Linked DNA regions of Mus musculus: regions 2, 3 and 4 are each linked to region 1. The links are chromatin contacts, called in public HiChIP or PLAC-seq and promoter capture Hi-C maps. All regions are on one chromosome and are shown on one strand. Each heading gives the region's core, a stretch centred on a gene start, on an enhancer-like site or on the middle of the called end of the contact. The rest is flanking DNA. Distances are from core to core; before and after follow the strand shown.

What was found. HiChIP or PLAC-seq counts read pairs in DNA pulled down with a chosen protein or histone mark. Capture Hi-C pulls out chosen DNA fragments and counts their contacts.
Region 2: a contact with region 1 is called in a promoter capture Hi-C map of liver, with 3 times the contacts expected there. The contact joins the promoter of Prdm9 here to the promoter of BC002059 in region 1. A contact is called at or near these places in 2 of 39 promoter capture datasets (cranial neural crest and embryonic stem cells), 2 of 115 datasets of contacts at active chromatin or transcription factors (astrocytes and stem cell-derived neural progenitor cells) and 1 of 9 other capture datasets (liver).
Region 3: a contact with region 1 is called in an H3K27ac HiChIP or PLAC-seq map of thymic regulatory T cells, with 10 times the contacts expected there. The contact joins the promoter of 5830433I10Rik here to the promoter of BC002059 in region 1. A contact is called at or near these places in 4 of 39 promoter capture datasets (hippocampal neurons, pre-B cells, second pharyngeal arch cranial neural crest and 1 more), 1 of 484 Hi-C or Micro-C datasets (uterus) and 9 of 115 datasets of contacts at active chromatin or transcription factors (the NIH/3T3 cell line, embryonic limb bud, embryonic stem cells and 5 more).
Region 4: a contact with region 1 is called in an H3K4me3 HiChIP or PLAC-seq map of stem cell-derived neural progenitor cells, with 7 times the contacts expected there. The contact joins the enhancer-like site here to the promoter of BC002059 in region 1. A contact is called at or near these places in 2 of 15 datasets of contacts at CTCF or cohesin (the NIH/3T3 cell line and large pre-B cells), 1 of 484 Hi-C or Micro-C datasets (bone marrow-derived macrophages) and 2 of 115 datasets of contacts at active chromatin or transcription factors (fibro-adipogenic progenitors and stem cell-derived neural progenitor cells).

What each region holds. Positions count from the first base shown.
Region 1 is chr17:16,949,759-16,953,483 of GRCm38.p6, forward strand. BC002059 (cDNA sequence BC002059) reads left to right here and starts at 1,778. Exons shown (of 3, transcript NR_166921.2): 1 at 1,778-1,950.
Region 2 is chr17:15,561,580-15,565,304 of GRCm38.p6, forward strand. Prdm9 (PR domain containing 9) reads right to left here and starts at 1,752. Exons shown (of 10, transcript NM_144809.3): 1 at 1,642-1,752; 2 at 1,235-1,358; 3 at 836-943. The coding sequence starts at 1,710.
Region 3 is chr17:15,703,754-15,707,478 of GRCm38.p6, forward strand. It overlaps 5830433I10Rik (a long non-coding RNA gene), which reads right to left and starts at 1,624. Exons shown (of 2, transcript XR_001782213.2): 1 at 561-1,624. Chd1 (chromodomain helicase DNA binding protein 1) reads left to right here and starts at 1,214. Exons shown (of 36, transcript NM_007690.3): 1 at 1,214-1,559; 2 at 3,187-3,386. The coding sequence starts at 3,334.
Region 4 is chr17:15,806,851-15,810,575 of GRCm38.p6, forward strand. Rgmb (repulsive guidance molecule family member B) reads right to left here. Exons shown (of 5, transcript NM_001372257.1): 5 at 1-951. The coding sequence ends at 295. Among named protein-coding and RNA genes, the nearest start is that of Rgmb, 22 kb to the right of the region's middle. Within about 2 kb of position 2,086, at least 90 of the 459 cell types and tissues checked have an H3K27ac peak or open chromatin away from gene starts, as enhancers often do. A contact at or near this core is called in stem cell-derived neural progenitor cells, where this site is marked.

The DNA.
Region 1 (3,725 bases), core at 528-3,027:
TGTATACATCTTTTGCTTTGTTTTGTTTTCTCTTGTTTTTTTTCTTTTTTTTTTTTTTTTTTTTTTTTTTTTTTTTTTTTGAGACAGGGTTTCTCTGTATACCCCTGGCTGTCCTGGAACTCACTCTGTAGACCAGGCTGGCCTCAAACTCAGAAATCTGCCTATCTCTGCCTCCCGAGTGCTGGGATTAAAGGCGTGTGCCACCACACCTGGCTGGCATACATCTTCTTATGTCTTCAGTCAGGGATACTATAGTGCTGGCTCTCCCACATTCTTTAAATGTTTAAGGTTTACCTCCAGTATGGATTTTGTGGCGACTTTTATGATTACATGTATTTGTTAAATACTTTCTAGGTCCCTTACAGTTGTTACGTTTTATTCCTATACATATTATGATATATACTGAAAACCAGCTGAGACATTCAGCCACATGGACTGAACAACCACTGGATTGCTCAACTTCCCATTGGTATTGAAAGATCCTGGCAGAATGTAAAAGGACACAGAAGCCCTGAAATTGGCAAGATAGACGTCAGTGTTAGCAGAACTAGCTTCACTGATTTAGAAAAATAGAGGTGCACAATGCTCTGGCCACTCCTTGAACCTGTGTGTCTGCCAAAGTTCTGACCAGGTGTGTGCCCATTGCTGCACCTTCATTAGACTCTTTCCTTGTACCCCTCCCATACCCATTTCTTGAGAATAGACATTGTTTAGATCTGGAAATCCCCTAATCTCCCCCTTCTCCTTTCCCCCCTGAGGGCCTATAAAAACTGGGAACTCTTTCCCCTCGAGGACGACTCCTCTACCCCTGCGTGGGATATGAGTCGTCCCCAGAGCTCTGGCTTTCCCCGAATAAAGCCTCATGTGGTTTGCAACAAGCTCGGTCTGTCGTGAGTTCTTGGGTGTCCGCTATTGTCCTGAGGCCTGAGCGAGGGGCTCCTCTCGGAGTCTTTCAGTATAGAGTTATAGTTGCAAGAGTTGGCTATCAGCTTGGGAGCCATACTAATAAATCCACTTTCCACATACATAGAGAGACCCTAGAGCATTTTCCTAGTACACCTGTGTTTTGGGTTTTACTTTATTATTTTATTTTATTTTTTAGCACTTTCCTACTGAGGAATAGACAATAGAATAGTAGATTATAGAATAACAATAGAGCTCCAGCTGGAAAGTTTGTGCAATTTACCTGAACCCAGTAAGAAGCCACAATACAAAACGTTGGTTCTTAAAGTCACTCTTTAATTAGCAGTTAAACTGGGAACCCTTCCACTTGTGAGACAGATTTTTCACTCCACTGCAACTTTAGTAATATGCTTCATTCCACTAGCAATAAGAGGAAGCACCTTCTGAGGGCAGTGGACTCACAGGCAAGAATTTGAGTCCTGGCTCTTGAGAACAAGGTCACAGCCCACAAAGGGGAGGAGCACGCAGCCAATCAGAGGTGAGCTGGAGAGATGGGGCGGCAAAGGCTGGCGTGTAGGCTATCGGAAACCTGGGACAATTGCTACCAAAATACATCTCTCTGCTGATCTAGAATAGGTGTGCGTCTAGATTGGAAGCCTGTGCAATAAACCACTATTCCGAGTTGCGTTTGCACCCTCTCACCCTGAGAGTTGCTCCTGTCACTCAAGATTTACTGGCCAATCACGGCATCAAGGAGGATCTGTCAGTCATAAGAGGAGGGTAGTTTTTCCGGATGCATTTTGCTGGTTCCCCGGGAGATCTGCCAGTCAAAAGCGGAGGGTGGTTCTTCCGGAATGCATTTTCCTGTTTCCCTGTGGGACCTGCCTGTCATAAGAGGAGGGTGGTTCTTCCGGAACCCTTTTCTCTGGTTCCCTGTAATTAAGCAGGCTTAAGTGATTTCTCCTGTGTGCTGCTGGGTACTGTGAAGGAAACTCAGGCAAGTTCTGAAAGTGCGACATGATGAGGATATTGTCACTTCCCACAGAGGTGAGGAGCGGGATCGGGTGTGCTGGGTCCTACGGAAGGCTGGGTCGGAACCAGCAGCTACATGCAGGCACCTGTGAGTTGCCTCGTGGTTTTAGCCGCTTCTGGACCCAACGGTGGCACCTGCATAACTTCGCTATCTGGGCTGAATATTCACAAAACCTTTCGAGCAGGGTCCTGTGTATAGAAACACCCTTAGCAGGATGCCAAAGTCAGACAGGCTAAGTTTCTTTCGTGTATTCTACAAGTTCTTCTCTTGGCATTTAGCATTTTGGTTGTCATTCATTTCGAGTTAAATTTGTCTACGTTTAATATGTATCTCATGTGTTTGGTGAATTAAAGTACATTTTTTTCAATATTTCTCTGTGGGTTTTTTTTTTGAAATAACAAAAAAAGTGGACTAATTTTAGAACAGCTTCATCTTTTTTATAAAATTGTTTCTGAGACAAAGTATGTTGACACGTGGGTCCTAGTCTCTTTCTCTACCTTGCTAAACTTCGTAATTTATTAGTTAAATGGCTGTACCACAAGAGAGTTTTAAAATTGCTCATTTTAGTCATGTAATGTACTGCCCTTTGCAGTAGAAGGAGAAGTACTTGCATATGGAGCATGGCTTCTGTCTTCAGACCTCAACAGGAGGAACAGTTTACTGTGTACAGTTCAGGGCTAAACAGTGTAGACAATAGCTAGCTCCTACACTGTAGTTTAAGGGAATCATCTGCAGGGGTCATCATTATGAACAAGCTTCTGATGGTGTAATTTACAATTGCCAAGGTAAATTAAGTCATGCATGTGAATAAAAATAATCCAGATTGGTGGGTATACCACCTGGGGAGGTTATGTTGAACCAAACTTCATTGATCTAGATAAGGCCATTCAGAAATTTGAATCAAGGGGAATTGGCTTTATTTATGTGTATCAGGTTATAGACTTCAGCAGCTAAAATTGCATATAATGACGGGATCATACATTATCTTATTGATGCCATTTCCCTAAAAGGTAATAGCCTGCTATTGTTGAAAGACACTGTATCTATGCATACTTTTATTTTTTCTTAGATATTTTCTTCATTTACATTTCAAATGCTATCCCCAAAGCCCTCTATAGCCTCTCCCTGCCCTGCTCCTCAACCTACCCATTCCCTCCTCCTGGCCCTGACATTTCCCTGTACTTGGGCTTATGATCTTCACAAGACCAAGAGCCTCTCCTCCCATTGATGGTTGACTAGGCCATCCTCTGCTACATGTGCAACTAGAGACAAAGCTCTGGGGGTTACTGGTTAGTTCATTTTGTTGTTCCTCCTATAGAGTTTCAGACCCCTTTAGCTCTTTGGGTACTTTCTCTAGCTCCTTCATTAGGGGCCCCGTGTTCCATCCAATAGATGACTGTGAGCATCCACTTCTGTATTTGCCAGGCACTGTCGTAGCCTCGCAAGAAGAGCTATATCAGGGTCCTGTCAGCAAAATCTTTCTGGCATATGCAATAGTGTCTGGGTTTGGTGGTTGTATATGGAATAGATCCCTGAGTGGGGCAGTCTCTGGATGGTCATTCGTTCAGTCTGCTCCACACTTTGTCTCTATAACTCCGCACATGAGCATTTTGTTCCCCCTTCTAAGAAGGATCAAAGTATCCACCCTTTGGTCTTCCTTCTTCTTGAGTTTCATGTGTTTTGCAAATTATATGTTGGATATTCTGAGTTTATGGTCTATTATCCACTTATGACTGAGTGCATATCATTTGTGTTCTTTTGCGATTGGGTTTCTTCACTCAGGATGTTA
Region 2 (3,725 bases), core at 502-3,001, 1.4 Mb before region 1:
TTTAGCTACCTAATTAATGCAACGAGCACACATTTCTCCAGATATTTAAGTGGCCAACAAGCATAGAAAAAAGTGTTCAACACAATTAGTTATCAGGGAAATGAAAATTAAAGTCCCAGTGATATATCATAAGAAGTAATGGCAAGGATGAGGACAAATTGGAATGCTTGAATGACCACCTTTGATGGGAATATAAAATGGCACAGCTACCAGAAATAGTAAGTCCCTCAAAAATTAAAATAGAGCTGGGCGTGGTGGCCCATGCCTTTAATCCCAGCACTTGGGGGGCAGAGACAGGCAGATTTCTGAGTTCAAGGCCAGCCTGGTCTACAGAGTGAGTTCCAGGAAAGCCAGGGCTACACAGAGAAACCCTGTCTCAAAAAAAAAAATTAAAATAGAATTACTTTATGATTTAGATTTCTTTATGTACATATAAAGAGTGAAAATAAGATCTTGAAGAGACATTTGCACAACCATGGTCATATTTACATGATTAATAATAAGCACGCAGGCTACAGACTAGGTAAGGTGCTTATCCTAGCTACTTTGGGTTTGATATTTCTTGTTCATGCCCAGATTTGTATATATTTCATATTTATTATATTTATAAATAGCATATAGTTTTCACATATTTTAAAATGTACAGGAATAGATTCTTACTATTAATTTTGCATTGCATCTTGTTTGTTTGCTGACCCTTGATTCTGAAACACCCAGTTTTCAGAAGTTGGTTCTGAGACATTATGGAACCTAAATCTGGCTTGGTTTCCGATGGGTACTTCTAAATTCTCCTGCCCCCTCACCTCACTTCTAAACTCTCCTAGCCTCTCCTCACCTTGTTGCTTAGGTGTCCACTCTTCATCAGAATCCTCACTGTCATTTATTTGGGGTTTCATTGCTTGCCTTTGGTAACACATGAAAGCTGGTCTAGGGGCTCTGAGACCTGAAAAGCAGCAAAATATTCCTCTTAAAAAGGCCCTAGAGGATGGAACAAATGTATCACAAGGCCAGGTAGGCTCTGGGTGTGGAGATGAGATCTCTACAGGGCCAGTGCTAACATTTAGTCCTGGACACACAGACACACACACACACACACACGTTTCCTCTAAACTTGTCTCCATTGGGAACTGTACCACTGTAGATACCTGGGAAGACCCTAACATAACATGGGAACATGGGAACTGAGATTTTATTTTTTTAATCTAGACTGGTTCAACCGAAGACTTCTTGTTACCTATTGAAATCAGCATTTTATAGTTCCTTTTCACATTTCTATAGCGAATTTTCTCCCACTCTCCCATCTCTGCCCATTCTTCTTTGGAGAAGTATATGGAAATGTCTTTGAATTCATCTTTGACCTGGGGGAAAAAAAATAAAAACAAAAAACGGAACATGCTGGGCCGGGCTTGGGACCCTGGAATGTGGTCTCAGTGACCAAGGTTATCCTCCCATTCCCAGAACCTTCTTTAAGCAAACACTGGATGTTCATGCTGACAGAGCAGTTGCTAATGAGCCTTTCCTCTCTCACATATCGGGACCCACCTTCTTGTCATAGGAAAAATCAATATGGTATTGGTACTCAAGGCTGTTTGCCTCTGCCCACCCCATGATCCTCCTGACTCAAGGATAACTTCGTACTACCTTGGGTTTCCACTCGAATTTCCCTGTATCTTCTTCAGGACTATTTTCTTCCAGCTTGTTGGTGTTCATGGTGCAGGACATTTCACTGGAGAGGTCCAGGGTCCTATGGTCCTATGGATGAAGAGGTAACTAAGGGCCTTAGGCGATCAGAGATGCCCACCAGCACATGGGAAGGAGCTAGGGGCTGGGAATCCATGCAGCCAACACAGGCAGCTTCTTCGGACTCCGAGGTCTAGTACTCTGGTGCAGGAGCAAGGATTCTGGACTGAGCCCTAAACCTAGGCACCGACCCTCCGTCCGGGTCAGGACCTGCGACAGCAAGGAAGGAAGATTCCTCCCGCCAACCGGTGTCCCCCCCCACCCCATTCCCACTTGCTCTTCATCTGGACCAAGGAGTCAGCCAGGGTCTGAAAGATGTTTTCAGGTAAATGGATTCGGGAATCCCGAGTACAAGGGATTGAAGTCCCTCTGGTGAAAATGTAGGAACGCTCTGGCTGAGATTTTAACTTTGGGGACCTCGGGCTGAGGAGTGGGGTGCATCAGATTGAAGGAATTGGGTTCGTAGGCTAGAGGAGTCTTTCAGGCTGTGAAATAAGGTTTGGAGACTCGCAGTCTGACGAGATTTGACGATTATGTCACGAAGAGTTGGGATTTGTCACGTCGGAGGTATTTAGGGTCCTGCGGGACGAGAGCATTTAGGATCTCTGGAAGCCAATCTGGAGTGACAGACAGGTCCTCGAGACCGAGGGCGTCTGGGGTCTTTGGGGCTTAGGAGAGTCTCTACGCTGAGAGTCCAGGTTTCCTGTCTGGAAACTTAGTCTCTCTGAGGCGAGCTACCCAGGTTCCTCAGGCAGAGGCTGGGTTGGTTCCGCACAAGTGCATTTGGGACCTCACTCAGCCAAAGGGCGTTTGGAGTTCCCGAGAAGCTGAGGTGACCGGGTGTGTGCGTGTGAGCGCGCGCGCGCGTGTCACGCTGAGGGGGTCCGAATCTAATTTAGGGGATATGGGGTCTCACGGGCTGAGCCTAGAAAGCCTCGCTGGTCCTGAAGGTTTCGCCTGCACTCATGGTCCAGAATCCCGCGGCTCTGAGGCCACCGCCGGCGTTCGTCCCTCTGAGGAGTTCCGAGGCTGACTGACAGGAGAATCCGCCAATTGACAGACAGCTGGCTGAGGGGCGGGAACAAGAAAAGCGGAGGGCGGAGCTCTGCCTGTCAGTCAGGGTGCAATTCCTGCCCGTGGCTTTCTCCAGGCTGCCCCTCCCCTCGCTGGGATTGCCAGGCCCCTGCACGAATCAGGTAGTGGCCAGCGCGCAGGCGCACACTTGTTCTCTGTGCGGCGTCCGTTCCTTCAGACTCCTCTTTTTCAATGTGGCAGGCTGTGTTACCTGACCTGTGTCCTGTCTACTAAAGGTCTTAAAACCATGGAGCAGAGCTTTAAGTGCTTAGGTCTGCTCTAGAGTGGGGTTTCAGTCAATCTCCAATTGGAGCTGGGCACCGGGAAGCCGGGGATGAGGGTGGGACCGGAAGTCCAGCTTTGGCAGGCATACCCTGAGCTCACGTCTCGCCTGAGATAAGTAGCTTAATCAAATAGATAGACAAAATCAAAACAAATAAGGCTCTCCGGAAAAGAACCTAAAAATTAGGCTATGAAAGAGTTTAAAAAAAAAAAATTTAAAAGCCTCTAATTTAACAATAACTTTAATAAATAAGCACATAGGTTTACTAAAATGTTCGTGGCGTAATAATAGAGTGCCTTGGCTAATATAAATCGTTATTACTGAATAGAAATTAGCTTATAAGAGGGGTGGAGAGATGGCTCAGTGGTTAAGAGCACTTACCGCTCTTGCAGAGTACACACATTCTCTTCCATCACCATCGCGGGGGCAGCTCACAACCCCTCACCCCGTAACTCTAGTTCATGGGATCTGATGACTTTGATGACTTACGTGGTGCACTTACGTACACTTAGACCTACGAAAATACACATAAATAAATAGATCTTTTAAAAAGAAATTAATTTAAAATGTCTAGTGATAAGAATACGAACTACCCGCTGCTAGTGCAAAATAAACAGGCACAGGTGCG
Region 3 (3,725 bases), core at 374-2,873, 1.2 Mb before region 1:
CACCACCGCCGGGCAAAGTTTAAATTTTCATTAGAAATTTCCCAAATAGCTTAAGAATCATTTGGAGATATTATGGCAGCCAAACTCATTTGACTTCGAAGGAGAGGTCTCTACAGAAAATGCAACTTCAAAAAGTAAGTTGAAAACTTTAAAAAGTTAGACCCACAAGGTGGGTACACCAGCAATTCCTTTACTACCACTCCGGAGGCTGAGGCAGGGAGATGGAGAAGTGGAAGACCAGCCTGGCTTTGTATACTGTCTTTAAAGAATCTTTTATTTGCAGGCCAGGTAATGAAATCAGAAAGAATTTTGATTTAAAAACAAGTAAGCAAACAAAGTTCCAAATCCTTGCAAAAACAGTCAGCCTTGTGGTGATGGCACACGCCTGCCTGTAATGCCTAAACTTCGAAGGATCACCCTGAGGCCACCCTGGGCTACATAATAAAACGCTCTTTCAAAACCAAAAAGCATAATAAAAACAAAATTGAAAACCGTACATAGATTGCTACATCACCACGCTTGAAGAGATTCTGCTTCGACATACTGAGGCCTGCGGATACAGTAATGACAGTAACTGTCAACTAAGCTGCAGCACCTTAGATCCAGTTACCAACGCCCCTCCAGTTCCGATTCCGCACGGCACCCTTCCACCCGCATTCCAGGGAGCGATCTAGGCAGGCACAGTTGTAAAAGTTCTTTTATGAACCAGGCATGGGCCACCCACACACGAATCAAGGAGCGTCCTGGGAGGTCAGCAGCTCGAACTCTATTTTCTCTCTTTCACTAAAGCCCCGCCCGGGAGGAGACTTAGTCGCTGGTCGCCCAGGCAAAGATCGCAGCGGGAGGCGACTAGGTTGCCCAATAGTTCTCTAGCTGCCCGGGTGACGCAGCAGCTCCGACCGGACTCCGGACACCCGGCGCGCGCGGCCGGCCCCCACCGCAGGCAGTCCTGGGCCCCCGCTCTGGATCCCTGCGCATCCGTGCCGTGACCAGAGCGCCCATCCCCGGGAGCCCCACGAACGCCAGGGGTAGCGCCGGTTACGAGTGCGAAGGCCGAGCCTGGGCTGGACTCGGTGGCTTTCCCCGAGGGGCGTGCACCACCTCGGCGCCCCGCCCCGCCCCGCCCCGCCCCCGCGCGTCGGCGGAAAGGCCGGGCGTGCGCGCCGCCGCCGCGCGCCGGGAAGGGGAGTGAACCGAGGCGGTGACGTCGCTCGGGAGGCGGAGGCGACAGCGACCTCGGCGGCGCCGCGCGGCGGAGACGGTTGCGCTCGATCGCGGTCTTGGCGTCATGGCGGCTGCCGGCGGCCGATAAGCGGCGGGGCGGGAGCGCGGACGGAGGAGGCGCCCTCGGTACTTCCCGCTCGGCCCGGGCGCCCGGAGATGAACTGATCGTCGGACCCGCTCCCCAGCTCCGCGCGTCTCCGCCCGCTGCCTCCCCTCCCCCTCTGCCGTCCGCGGCGCGGGTCCCGCGGCCTGGGCATCCAGGATCGCGGGCCCCCGCGCGGGGCATCCTCCGCCCGAGGCGCCGGCCCGCGCCACCCTTCGCCCTGTGCCCGCCGGTAAGGACGGGTCGGCGAGGCCGGGGAGGCCGGGAGCGGGCGAGGCCCGCGAGGCCCGGCGCGGCGCCGGGGGCGTGGGAGAGCGGCCCGGCGCATCCTCAGCGGCCTGGCGGCGCTGCCCGGCGCGCGGAGGGGACCAGCACGTGGGAGCGCGGGGCGGGTGGGGGGGAGGGGGCGGTGGCCGGGCGAGCCCGGGAGGGCGCGCGGCGGGGCTGCGGGAGCGGGAGGCGGGAAGGAGGCCGCGGCGCCCGGCTGCGGGGAGAAGGTGCAGCGGCCCCGCGCGGCGCCGCCCGGCAAACTTAGCCGGGAGCCCGGCAACTGCCAGGCGGGGAAGGAGGCTGCAGAGGGAGCCCTGGCCACTTCGGGGGCTCTTATTGTTGAGACGCGGGAGCGTCCGGAGTCCGGGCGCTCGGAGGAGAACTTAGGGCCGGACGGAGAAAGGAGGCGAGGCTGGAAAGGAAGTCCAGCGGACGGGGAAAGCCATCTTGAGGGGCGAGAGGAAGGTGAAAGGGAAAGCGCCTAGGCGAGTGAACTTTCTCAGCGCAGACTTTGCGGAGAGGAGGTGGAGGACTTCGGCCGGTTTCACCGGGGCTGGAATTAATAGTTAACGTTAGGAATTACTGTTGAGTGCTGTGGATCTTAGGTGACCTGTTCTCCCAGAGGTATGGAGACTGAGCTCTGCAGGTTGGAAATCCTGATCCAGGTGCAGAGTCGGCCCCCCGGGCGGAGGTGGCAGCAGCCTGTTTGGCCCCTCTGTTCTTTGGAGTGGAAATAATCAGTTAAGTCTCTGCTGGAGTCGGAGGACAACTCTGTTGCGTCCCGAGTGTGTCTTGGTGGTACTTTCTGGCTGGGGAAGGATCTGACGTCTCCTTCCCCCGCTTCTTCCTCTCCCTCCCCTGCCAGAGATCTCCTTTGTTTATTCGTGGTTGGCTTGTAGGTGACTCTAGTGCTCTGGCGGAAATCTTGAGAGGTGGAAATATTGTCTTGCTCCCCACCCCCGTCCCCGTCGTTTGCCTTGAAAATAAGATACAGTGTGTATTCTTTGTATTGCCTTTTTATGTTTTTTTTCAAGGCGTCTTAAGTACCTTACTGGGTATATAATTTTTTTTTCCACTCTACCATTGGTTTACCTGGTAAAAACTGTCTGTTTTGACGTTTGTAGTTTTGCTAAGATCATGATAACCTTTTATTACTCTCTTTTCCGAATGAACATTTAAAAACTTTCCTTAGCTGGATATGAAGTTCTTAGTAATAGGAGTTAGTGCTTCAGTAAACATAACCCTTACCCTCTCGTCGTTTGTTTGTCGAAGTTACCGAGTAGCATTTTCTCCTCTTTGGGAGTATGTATATGTTACTTTGTTTTAGGAATCTATATAAATAGTGCTACACAGTAGTAATTAGTCTGGAAAGTTTGTTGCTCTTCTGTCAAAACAGCACTAGCAGTGGCAGGCTAAGTCCTAGCAAGCAAGAATGCACTTAATAGATGCCTAGTTCTTGTACGTGAAAGGCGTCTGGGCCTTCGAGCCACCTCTAGTCTGATGGCCTAGGTCCATTTCTGGGAGTTCTAAGTCGGGCTTACATCTTTTCCTACAGCACATATTCTTAACTGCTAATCTATTTCCCGCAGGTGACACAGAGAGAGCCCCAGGAAACCCGTGAATGTTGAAGAAAATTCATCTTTGAAATTTTGATATTCGAGGAAATCTGCATTCATACTCATCTTTTATTAATCTGAGGGGATTTTTGTTTTATTTAAAACTTCTTGATATTTACAATGAATGGACACAGTGATGAAGAAAGTGTTAGAAATGGCAGCGGAGAATCAAGGTAAGCAAGTTCTTTAAACCAGCTGGTTACCTGAGACCTGAAACTGAGTGTTTTTATCAAATTGTCTTAGCTTGGCAAAAGTTAAAATGACTCTAATAGCAGTTTTGTTAACATTGCATATTATGTGTGTGTGTGTGTGTGTGTGTGTGTGTAAAGATAGCAAGATAGCAGGGACTATAGAAGGCTTTGATCTATTTAAATCTATTGGAGGGTTTATATTTTGAAGTAATTGAAGCTGAAACAGTAAAGAGACATTAAAATTGATTTGGCCATTAATGAACTGTCCAAATAAATGCAGTAAGAATTTCTGCACTCCTCTTTTTTTGGAGTTTTATGTCC
Region 4 (3,725 bases), core at 836-3,335, 1.1 Mb before region 1:
TAAAGTGCTTTCTAAGAGGCCCCTAGGCAGGGACGTTATAAAACATTTCACAAAACAGCAAAACAAAATTGATACAATCAAAAAAACAACACTATAACCAACATAGGTGAAAACAGCCAAACACATAATGTACAATCTGGTGTTCCAGGACAAACATCTGTCATATACATGGTATATACATATATACTTTTTCACTCAATATATTATGACAATATATATTTAAAATTTTGTTATAGACAAAAAAAAAAGAAACTCAGAAAAACAAAAAAACAAAACAAAGACAAGAAACAACTCCTACAAAAACATAATAAGGATCAAGCATGTGAGTCCAAGACCAACAGGCAAATCCCTACATCCCCCACAGCTGCTGGGGAAGATGTGCCAGCGTTCCTTTCTTGGGTGCAGCGCTTCCACATCCTCCAAGGCACTGTGGGCTGCAGCAGTAAAGTTGGCATCACCAGTGGTGAGCAGGTCGAAGACACACGATTGGAAATAGATGTCCTTCACCGGCATCTTCTCGTGGCATTGGGTGCTGGCAGTCTCCAGTGTGTAGCCAGGCCAGGCCTGCACTGAGGTGGTGTGAGGCAGGCTGTGCCCCAGGATAGCAGACACCTGGCCTTGTCCATCATCAATGCATTCACTCATGGGGCAGCCATTCACACACAGCTGCAAGTCCTGGCTTTCCTCATAGGACATGGCCAAGTCTTCGGGCATCCGGATAGCGAGGGTTAGGTAGCGACCCAGCTGTCGCACAAACACTGTGGTGCCTATGTAGCGGGCATGCATCTCTACGTAGCGGCCACTCTCCTTCTCCACGATGTGAAGACTCTTCACGTCACCGTCCCCCCCACTGGTGGTGCCATCTACAAAGGCGGCCGGCAGGTCATCTGTCACAGCTTGGTACACCTTCTGATCCGTGCACTCGTGCTGTGCTTTGAAGATAATCGTGACCTGTGGGGTGGAAGATGCACAAGTTAACACAGCTGGGGGGAGGGCGCCACTCCACAGCAGAGCTCCCTACGCCTGCTTTGGAGCGAGCCTTGGGAACAGTACATTTATTTGTCTCCTTCTAAAACTAACTAAAGTAGAGCATAGTTGGGGTGAGGGTGGAGGTTCCTGGCTAAGATGAACAGAAGCTTCTAGGGGCTTAATTAATGATATATCTAACAGAGCCCTGCCTTCTACAGAGATCATTCACTGACTATCTCCATTTTGCACGACTCATCACTATTAATATAAATACTGAGAGACAAGACAGAGGCTCTTTGGGGGTGGGGGTGGGGTATCCGCAACAACTACCAATCATGTGCCTCGGGAGAGATCTCTTTAAGTCTCTTAATCAAATGTTTTGCATAAGTGCTTAATCCCTGTGACAGGGAATTATTTGGCAAGCATGGCTCTCAAGCACTGGCAGAGATAACATGCTCCAAACCTCGGAACAGAAGATGGTTTCCTTAAACTCCACCAGGGGCCTGACTCCTCACAGCTTTTCCCAGTAAGCTCTTAATTTTCCAAATGAAGCAAATAGTTCAGAGAGGGAAAAAAAACCCTTACCCATTGATAAATACAAAACCTTCCTCAGTAAGACCGCTCTTGTCCTTGCGGAATCCTTTTGTTATAACAATTATAAAAAACTGTAGCAAATGAACCTGTTCCCAGTTTTGCAGTCAGCTTCTGAGGGGACAGGTTAAGTAGGAAGGGGCAGAGTTCTGTGTGCCCCTCCCCCAGCACCATCTGACAGAGCCTCTGAGATTCAGTTTACGCAGTAGCAGTTTGTTACAGAGCCAGTTATGCAGTAAGTTTGTTTGTTCCGGTTTTTTTTTTTAAATTAAAAAAAAAAAAGAATAAAGGACTGGGTGACTTGAGTCAAGAAGGCAGATAAGCCACACACTCCACGAAACTCTGATGCCGTGAGACTTAGCTCCTGCAAGGAAACTAGTCAAAACAATGGACCCTTGTTTAAGAGGCCAGAAATGCCCCCCAAATCCTGACTACCACCCTCAAGCTCACGTCTGAAGTTTCTCCCCAAGTCAGCCAGCAGTTGCTCACACTATTTAATTCCACATGTTCCCACTGGTGGTACTTGACTGGAATTTTCCAGTCATTTCATTTGACTTCAGCCAGTTACAAAGCCCAGCTCTGAGGCAGCTGCACTGCAGCAACTGGCTAAGTTCATATCCGTTGTTTGCAGCTGCAACTGAAAGCCAGACAATGTGCTGTGAAACCCTGGGCTTTCTCCCCTAATTACCCAGAGCCACAATTTGATTTCACGACGACCAGCCCTTCTCACATTTCAACACCTTCTTTACAAGCCAGAGAAGGTGACTAGAGATGACTTGAGGAGAACTGCTGACTCTAACCATGGGACCTTCCCCTGTGAGGCGGTCTGAGGTGGGTATCTAAGGAGACTATAAAACACATTTATTTGGTGGCTCTAAAGTCAGTTTGACAAGTCCTTTTTTAAGACAAGCTGGGATTGCTAGGAGGTGAAAAGATTAAATTCAAGTAAATTCCGTACCTGGAAACACTGGGGGAAGGATAGAAAACACTGAAGGTTAACCAACACAGACAGCTAAGAGCAAAGTCAGTAACATTGTTTCACATAGTCCTGAGCACAGATCGGCTCAGCTGAAACACAGTCAAAAACTGAGAAAATCCAACAACTCAGTAACGTGTCTTTCTGGTCTAACAAACTTGTTTAAACCAACTTGGCATTGCATGCAAGGACTATGAACATTTTGTTCACATTAGGAAGAGAGAAAAGGAATTCAGTTTTGTTGGGGCAACAAAGCAGAGCTATCCAATTGCAAACCAGTTACCAAAAAAGACACACAGGAGTCAATGCTAAGATGAGTGGAATAGTTTCATGTTTAACCAAGCCTGCCGTTTTCATTAGGCACAGCAATTCCAACGTGGAACTCAGGACTAGTTTTAAACACCCCTCACCCACTTATCCTCTGTGATACAGCAGGGCACATGGAAAACTAGTGTTCTCTTGGGCCTGTACCTATCGAATATTCTACTCTACCTTATAGATTTTGTCTACTCATTTTACTTGATGAGACTTTCTGTCTGATAAAATTACAGTGCTATCTTTCAGTTGGCCATGTGTGTAGAATTATCTGTTGAATCAACATGGCAAGGGGCTGAAAGAACCTCAGAGCATGGGGAAGGGTCCCTGAGAAGTCCCTTGTAGTTTAAGTGTGTACCTGAGCAGGGACCTAGATTCATAATCAATGCAGTGTAGAAAAAACTCTGGGTAGCAGTTTCACATGACTTGAGTTTTGTAATTCCATGCCACTCCTCAGAACAATTACAACACAAGCTCTCAACAAGCAAGCACTCAGCTGTGACCAGCATGAAATCCATTTTAGATTGTCTACCTCTCCAGGAAAGCAAAGCTGTTCGTCCGTACTAATTCTCACTTTAAAAATATACAAAATTTCACTGGAATTTTTGCAAATTCCAAACCTTAAGAATGTTCACATAGCAGCCATCACAATCCTAAAATGGGTATTCAAGTTGTTTACAGCTTTCACTTAGCACTTAGAAACTGTAAAACACCGGCCATGCTGCTTGCTTCCCCTCCACTAACTGATCCATATTCAGTAATAACTCAATTTGTCACATCTGCTCATGCCACACCATTTATTATTGATGGGTGGCATTTCTGTGCATTTAAAACATCGATGTCTTTTGTTAAACCTCCTCCATGTAGTTCCTCT